Regions from separate parts of the Hordeum vulgare genome. Here region 1 is linked to region 2. Evidence: chromatin contacts called from public Hi-C data. All regions are on one chromosome and are shown on one strand. Each heading gives the region's core, a stretch centred on a gene start, on an enhancer-like site or on the middle of the called end of the contact. The rest is flanking DNA. Distances are from core to core; before and after follow the strand shown. Region 1 has its middle 120 kb from the start of LOC123395129. Region 2 holds the start of LOC123396539 (protein MAO HUZI 4, chloroplastic-like).

Region 1 (3,915 bases), core at 927-3,426, 430 kb after region 2:
AATAAACACCCCAGTTTGTGTACCCCGACACTACGAGAAGCATTTATAACAGGTAATCGCTCATCGGGAAAATTAGCATCAATAGACAATGGGTCATCAATTTTTTTTCCATCCTAGACAAGTTATCTGCTACAAGATTCTCACCTCCCTTGTAAGATCACGAGACCGACGCTCCAGATGTCTTTCAGTTATTTCGAGTGTTGTAATGTGTTTTATTTGTTCGTCGCATTCATCATCGCATCATTCGCTTTGCATCGGCACCTCGTTGCCGTTATTTTTTCAGCACTTGCATCTGTTCGTAGTCGCCGATTCTTTGTGTTCTCGTCGTTGACCGTTTCGTGACCAACCACACACGCACGCGCCCACGACATTGTTAAAATATTGTTTGTAAAAGTGTGTATAAAACATTCTCTGGATGAGTAGAAAGTTGGTGTGCGGTCTTAATTTAATATAGGTAGACTGCGTGCCAAGTTTAATCGTATTCGGAGATCGTTTGATACACCAATGGATAACTATAGTGACACTACAACAAGTCAAATCACAAACGCTTTTAGTAATTAAAAATCTATTGTCGGGCATCCCGCGTTTTCCATCTTTGTTATGCATAGCCTGTGTGCACACTACACACACCCCCTCGCGCGCTCGATAATTTCCCCGAACCCGAATCATCGAGTCATGATTGTTGGATTCGAATCAACCCCGAAATATCCCGAACCATCATCCGTTTCGCAATTGGACACGCCTAGACAATTTTTTGGACCATCCGATCTAAATCGGAGGGTCCAAATAGCCCTAAACTAACGTACCTACTATATGTATAGCAATCACCGAGTCCATTTCTAAACCAAACCCTAGGAGTTAGGGACAAGATACCTCGTTTTCCACGGTGCTGCCGCCACCCACAACCAGCTCCCTCGAGATCCATCCCCAATCAACCAGCGCTCTCCCCCTACCGCCCAAAGCTGACCAAACGGGCCGTGCTTTATGGGCCGACCAGAAATCACGCCAGCCAGGCACCACACGAGCTCGGCCCAGCACGACTTAAACGGGTCGTGCCAGGCACGCGACACGCCTCGGGCCGTGCCTGGGCCTGGAGGATGGGCACGCGGGCCGGCACGGCAAAACCCATTTACCATTTTATTATTTATTTTATATATATAGGATAAAAAAATAACCTAATAGGCCAAAATCGGCCCAAAACACAGCCCAATACGTTAAAGTGGGCCGAAAAACCAGCCTAACAGGCCAAAATCAGCCCAAATAACAACAAAAAATAAAAAAATAGCAGGCTCGCAGGCCTGGCGTGCCTACGGGCCGGCCCGTGTAGCCTCCGTGCCGTGCCTGGACCGGGAGGCTGTGCACGCGGGCTGGCATGGCATGGCTTGTTTAATAATCGGGCCCACGCGTGCCGTGTCGTGCCTTGCATGATTGTGGCGGGCTAGCCCGGGCCGTGCCGGGCCGGCCCGTTTGGCCAGGATTGCGACCGCCTACCAAAGCTGGCAAAATGGGCCGTGCTTTATGGGCCGGCCCGAAAGCACGCCAGCCAGGCACGACACGGCCCCGGCCCGACACGACTTAAACGGGCCTTGCCAGGCACGCGGCACGCCTCGGGTCGTGCCTGGGCCTGGAGGCCGGGCACGCGGGCCGGCACGGCCCGTTTACCATTTTATTATTTATTTTACACATATATTATAAAAAATAACCTAATAGGACAAAATCGACCGAAAACACAGCCCAATACATTAAAGTCGGCCTAAAAACCAGCCTAACAGGTCAAAATCAGCCCAAATAACAACAACAAAAAGAACTAGCAGCCTAACGGGCGTGGCGTGCCTACAAGCTGGCCTGTATAGCCTCCGTGCCGTGCCTGGACCGGAAGGCTGTGCACGCGCGCACGTCACGGCCTGTTTAATAATCAGACCCACGCGTGCCGTGCCGTGCCTGGCACGATTGTGGCGGGTCAGGCCGGCCCGTTTGGCCAGGACTGCGGCCTACCCCTGCCCAATCCAACCCTAGCCAGCCCTTACCTACGCTAGGGCGTGTGTGTCCCCGTAGCAGTGCTAGCCCGCAGCCACAGCCGAGCTCCCGCTCGATCCAATCGAGGGGCCGACCGGAGCATCTCCGAGCAACCGTCGTTGTCCCCGCCGCTAGCGAGTACACTCGCCTGTGCACCTACGCTAAGTTCTCCTCTGGCCCGAGCTCCTCCTCCCTCCCAGCAGCTGCAGGAGCACCCCGTGCGCGTCCCCTACAGCCGCGCCCCGCGCGCTGGCGACCTCATCTAGGCCGGCCCCTCTCTCTCCATCTCCTCCTTCCTCCCTCTCCCTCCCATCTCTCTCTCTTATTGTTGCCATGGACGCACGTACAAGACCTCCTGTCGAAAAACCAGCTCCAGCCATGGCACCCGAAGCTGCAACGCCACCATCTAGGAGCTCCAGCCTCGCCATGGCTACACCCGATCTGCTCCAAGCCCAGCATCCGTGGAGAACCTCAACTTGCGCCCGTATCTATCATTCATGCGAACCCATGGACCGCTGATTCAAGCTCCAGCCGCGTTGGCCTCCATCTCCCCTGTGTCGCGCCCTGCCTCCTGTGTTCATCAGTGCCACCTTCCGCTCGATGCCTCCGTTGCTTGCATTGACCGAATCGATGGAGCATGTGGGCTCCCATCTTTCTCAGGCCGCAGCGCTCCGTTAGGCCACTGACTGCCAGGCCCAGCGGTGCCTCACGCCCAACTCCATCGGGCCCAATGCGCCTCCAAATTCGGCTTTGTGGCCCAATGTGTGCAATCCGCCCCCCTCCTCTACCGCTATTTGTCACCCAGGGCATGATATAGTATCATGCGCCCTGAAGATTCGGCCCAGTTAATTATTATTTTTCCTATAGAATGTTTTCCCAATTAATCCTAGAAAATATAATTACAGAAAATGTCATGATTTAGAACCGCTAATAACTTATGAACCTTGTATCAGATTGAAACAATTTATGCATGAAACTTGACTAAACTTTTGTGTAGATTAAGAGGGTGCTTGGATCTAAGAGACTAAAACTAGTCTGACTAAAACTAGTCTCTTTAAGAGGCTAAAGTTCCAAGCACCCCTGACTAAAGAGAGGCTAAAACTAGTCTTGAGGCTAAAATCTTTTAGTCAGGCATACCCCTACTAAAATGTGCATTAGTCATCTCTCTCCTCATTTAACTCCTCATGCAAGTTCTGGATTAGGGGGTTTGGAGGATAATAAATGCTCATTAACTTGATTTTAGTCACTTTAGTATTTGGATCCAAGCATGGGTGGGGATAGCAAATTTTAGTCTCATTACTTTTAGTCATGGGACTAAAACGTATCCAAGCACCCTCTAACAATATCCAAATTCCATCCATGATAAAAATATTTAAATTTGTTGTCTCATTAATTTATACCATTGCGATGTTAAAATAGTTTATTTCATAACTAATAAATCATAACTCCAATTAAAATGTTGTATATATGTAACTTGCCTAGAAAAACGTGTAGAATAATATGGTGGCATTTATTTTGTTATTTAACAAATAAAATTGTGATTAGGGAAGAATCGTACCAAATTTGAAAATTACATATGGGAACTTTCGGAATTGTGATTCATTCCGGCCTCATTTAAACATGCCTAAATATGTAGTCTACTAATGCTTCACCTCGTGTCATGTTTAGCAACATTTAATCCTGTCATTTAAATAAATTAAAGTGAACTAAATTATTCGAACATGGAGTATCTTCATTATGCAACTCGTTGCATATTGAACTTCACTTAATTTCTAGTGATTGATTGTTGCATCTTGCCATGTAATGCCTATTTTAACCGGACATGCATCATACTTGTTTGCATATCAAATCATGAATGTGTTGTGGTGTTTACCGTGTGTTGTTTGTTTATTTTTGGAT
Region 2 (3,604 bases), core at 553-3,052:
TCTGAAATCTATATGGGACAAATGGTGCATCAAATCAATTTTATTCATATATCTGAATCTCACTGGCAAGTAGATTCAGTTTGTCAGGCCAAATAATCAATCTGAAATCTATATGGGACAAATGGTGCATCAAATCAATTTTATTCATATATCTGAATCTCACGATCTGAGCCATCTAAACAAGGTGAGCCTGCCAACACGCAATCGATGGTCGTCGTTAGTGCGATCGACCTGTCGAACCCGCCAGTACCTTAGTGAGCGCGTGAGCGGCTATCCCGATGGGGCAGAAGAGCAGGCACAGGGAAACCGAATGCCTGGTCTCAATGTTGTTCTTGATGCCATTATGGTACACCTGTCTGCACCACCAGCAAGGAAAGACACAAACATGAGCATCAAGCTCCTTACAATCACATACACGTGAAAGCGAACAAAAAATTTGGCCAACTGACCTTGCAACGAAGAGGTCGACGGCAAGGAGGTGGATCCAGGCGGAGGCGACGGTCATCTCGCTCGCAAACATCCTCACAATGTCAGGCAACTACACGCGAGATGGAGGAACAAAACATGTTACACATTTTGCCACGGCACAAGAACATTCAGACACTGCACAATGCTAGTACTGGATTTTAGTATTGCTGCAAGTATTGGACATTCAGAGATCGTGAGGGGTGGTGACCTCCGAGAGCCAGTACTTGCTGGCGAACATGGCGCGGATGGTGTCGGATGTCCAGGAGAGGTGGAGCAGGTAGGCGTAGAGGATGCCGAGGGCCACGTAGGGGGCGGTGCTCTCCACTGTGCGCTTAGTCTGCGGCAGTAGCAGGAAGAAGAAGACATGAGTCCGGCCGCTGCGTATAGTGGGTGAATACTCACTGAATGTTGCGGAAGCAATGGTGGGCTTACGATGTTGGCGTTGGGGGCAGCGATCATGAGCGTGTAGAAGGGGAGCACGGCGACGGTGCCCAGGGTGAAGGCGGAGCTGGCGATCTGGGACGTCGACAACCCTGCCAAAAGCAAGAGTCTAGTCAATCCAACCATGGTGGTCGCGACCGCCCGCTCGACCGGCTACTGCTGTAATTGTCAACCCTTGGTGAAAGAAAAGTGGGGGGAGAAGTGTGGCGCGGGTGCGTACATGCGCGAGGCCGGAGTAGAGGCGCCTTGCACCGGGCGGCGCCCGGTCGAGGAGGGGCCGCGGCGAGCTCCGCCTGGAGAGGGAGCGGCGCGCCCTAGGAGCACGCGCGAAGCTGGCCGGAGGAGACGGCGGCCATGCGCGGCGCCGTCGTCCGCCTGACAGCCAGCAGCGCCCCCGACTTTCCCCCTCGCCGCGCCGCCCGTTCCCCGGCCAGAAACGCCGAGCCGAAGCCCCGCACCCAGCCGTCGCGCCGCCCATCGCCAGCTGCGTCGCGCGCCGCCGTCGATTGGATCTGGCGAGCGCGCCGTCTGCTGCCGCCACGCCTCGGAAAACGTAGGGTCTTATTCATAAAAATGAAAGTTTTCCTCACTTAAGAAAGGACTGCGGGTTGATTAACTGAAAACGAAGGGACCGTTTTGCAAAAATGCCACTACGGACGACCAGAAACCGTATTTGCTTTGTTATTAGGGAGAGATAAGGATAGGAAAGGAAAAAGATTAAAAATGAAAAAAGGAAGAACTTGGGCTCAAACCCGCGTCTATGTGATAGAATGTTCAGGCTCCAGCCACTGCGGCACCAAGGGCTTACTTCAGAATATCGCTTCTAAGGTTTCATAGATCATCATCACGATTTTTGTACAGAAACGAACAATTTTTCCTTACTTACCGTGGCATGGGCGGTAATTATTATCAATTTCGGGGGTAAATATTATGACGGAGGACAGAAACACTATTTGCTTTATTAGTAGGTATAGAAGATAACAAACGTAACAACACAATGTATATTCACAAACTAATTTACGAATCTTGACGCCGATGAATGACCCACGATTCACAAACTTCACCCTGCCTGTCATCTTCGAGAGACGACCAGTAGTAGATGAGTAGAGCACGACCCATCGGTACGCGAAAGGCTGGGACGACATCAACCACGCAAGGCTCGTTCCACGTGGCCCACGAGCAGTGAGACACCAATTCTACAATCTGCACCCAGAGGCAGACAAGGGCATCGGTGCCCCTCCTGACCGGGCAACCACGGGTCCACGGCTCCTACATCCAGAGGGGCAAAACCGTCCAGCAAAAAGCATTCCGCCCCACCCCCACCCCCGTCTTCTTCTTCCCCCTAATCTCCAACTCCAACGCCCTCCTCAGATCAGATCGTGGAAGCCCAGACCAAATCCCAAAGCGACAAAAGGAAAGCTCGAGCTCTCCCTTGGGTGGACGAGCGAGCAGACCGCCGATCGCAGCAGCAGCAGCAGGAGGAAGATGTCGTCGGTGTTCAGCGGCGATGAGACCGCCCCCTTCTTCGGCTTTCTCGGCGCCGCCGCGGCGCTCGTCTTCTCATGTACGCCCTCTCCCATCGCTCGTAAACTTGCCAGCCTTTGTGTAGCTTACATAGTAGTTGGGGGAACAAGGTTGGAGCTCTGATCCGCCCGGATCGGCCCAGCGTTGTCCCTTCTAGCGCGCCGGTCGTTCGATTCCGTAGATTCGATTTGTTTAGCAGACGAGACGTATCGCGCGCTTTGGTTCTGGGTTAGTTTAGTCCCTGCGATCGTTGACGAGAGATCTCTCTGTGTCCCTGGCTTGCAGGCATGGGGGCGGCCTACGGGACGGCCAAGAGCGGCGTCGGCGTGGCGTCCATGGGAGTCATGCGCCCGGAGCTCGTCATGAAGTCCATCGTGCCCGTTGTCATGGCTGGAGTGCTCGGTATCTACGGGCTTATCATCGCCGTCATCATCAGTACCGGGATCAACCCCAAGGCCAAGCCCTACTATCTCTTCGATGGCTATGCCCACCTCTCGTCCGGGCTCGCCTGTGGCCTTGCTGGCCTTGCTGCTGGCATGGCCATTGGCATTGTTGGTGATGCTGGAGTCAGGTAAAGCACAATTTATCATCTCTTATTGTGTTGTGCGCACTGATTTTGCTGGTATGTTGGTTAGTTGATACTACGTAGTTAATTTGCATTGTTAATGCACATGCCTCACGCCTGTGTCTACATAGTTGTATCTAGCAGGCGCATGTGTTGCATTTGAAGGGATGCATTTAGGTGGATGGTTCTGACCCAATTCCATAGACCTGATTCTGTTTGAGATTTGCATCTCCGTAGACTCCCTGTTCAAGTTTCATTTATTTGGTTGTCTCAATATACTCCAATATAGCCTTAATAACTGAAGTAAATTTCAGTTACAGCACGGATCTTTCTCTACATAAATCCACTTATGTTGTTTATGACCCAGACTAACGATTCATTTATAAGAAACCTGAGGATGAACATATGCATGATATGCTTGTTGTACCGATTATCTTTGGAAACAATCTTGAGTTATAGAAAAATCACTGACTATTTCTTCCCACACATACGTACTATAGATGATGAGCCTTTGTTATGTCAAATTACTTCTTTCACCATGAATTTTGTGTAAGTTGGTCTATTTGTGGTAGATCTGCTTTGATATATACTGCTCTTTGAACTGTA

What was found. Hi-C and Micro-C count contacts between places; a contact is called where the count stands out from the background.
Region 1: a contact with region 2 is called in a Hi-C map of seedling, with 2.8 times the contacts expected there. The contact joins the enhancer-like site here to the promoter of LOC123396539 in region 2. A contact is called at or near these places in 1 of 6 Hi-C or Micro-C datasets (seedling) and 1 of 1 datasets of contacts at active chromatin or transcription factors (embryo).

Annotation. Positions count from the first base shown.
Region 1 is chr5H:233,139,070-233,142,984 of MorexV3_pseudomolecules_assembly, forward strand. No RefSeq gene overlaps it. Among protein-coding and RNA genes, the nearest start is that of LOC123395129, 120 kb to the left of the region's middle. Within about 2 kb of position 2,177, at least 3 of the 3 cell types and tissues checked have open chromatin away from gene starts, as enhancers often do. A contact at or near this core is called in seedling, where this site is marked.
Region 2 is chr5H:232,714,435-232,718,038 of MorexV3_pseudomolecules_assembly, forward strand. LOC123396539 (protein MAO HUZI 4, chloroplastic-like) reads right to left here and starts at 1,803. Exons shown (of 7, transcript XM_045091451.1): 1 at 1,796-1,803; 2 at 1,290-1,452; 3 at 1,130-1,223; 4 at 901-1,001; 5 at 677-805; 6 at 450-538; 7 at 126-356. The coding sequence starts at 1,803. The coding sequence ends at 218. It overlaps LOC123395270 (V-type proton ATPase 16 kDa proteolipid subunit-like), which reads left to right and starts at 2,266. Exons shown (of 3, transcript XM_045090234.1): 1 at 2,266-2,473; 2 at 2,719-3,004. The coding sequence starts at 2,395.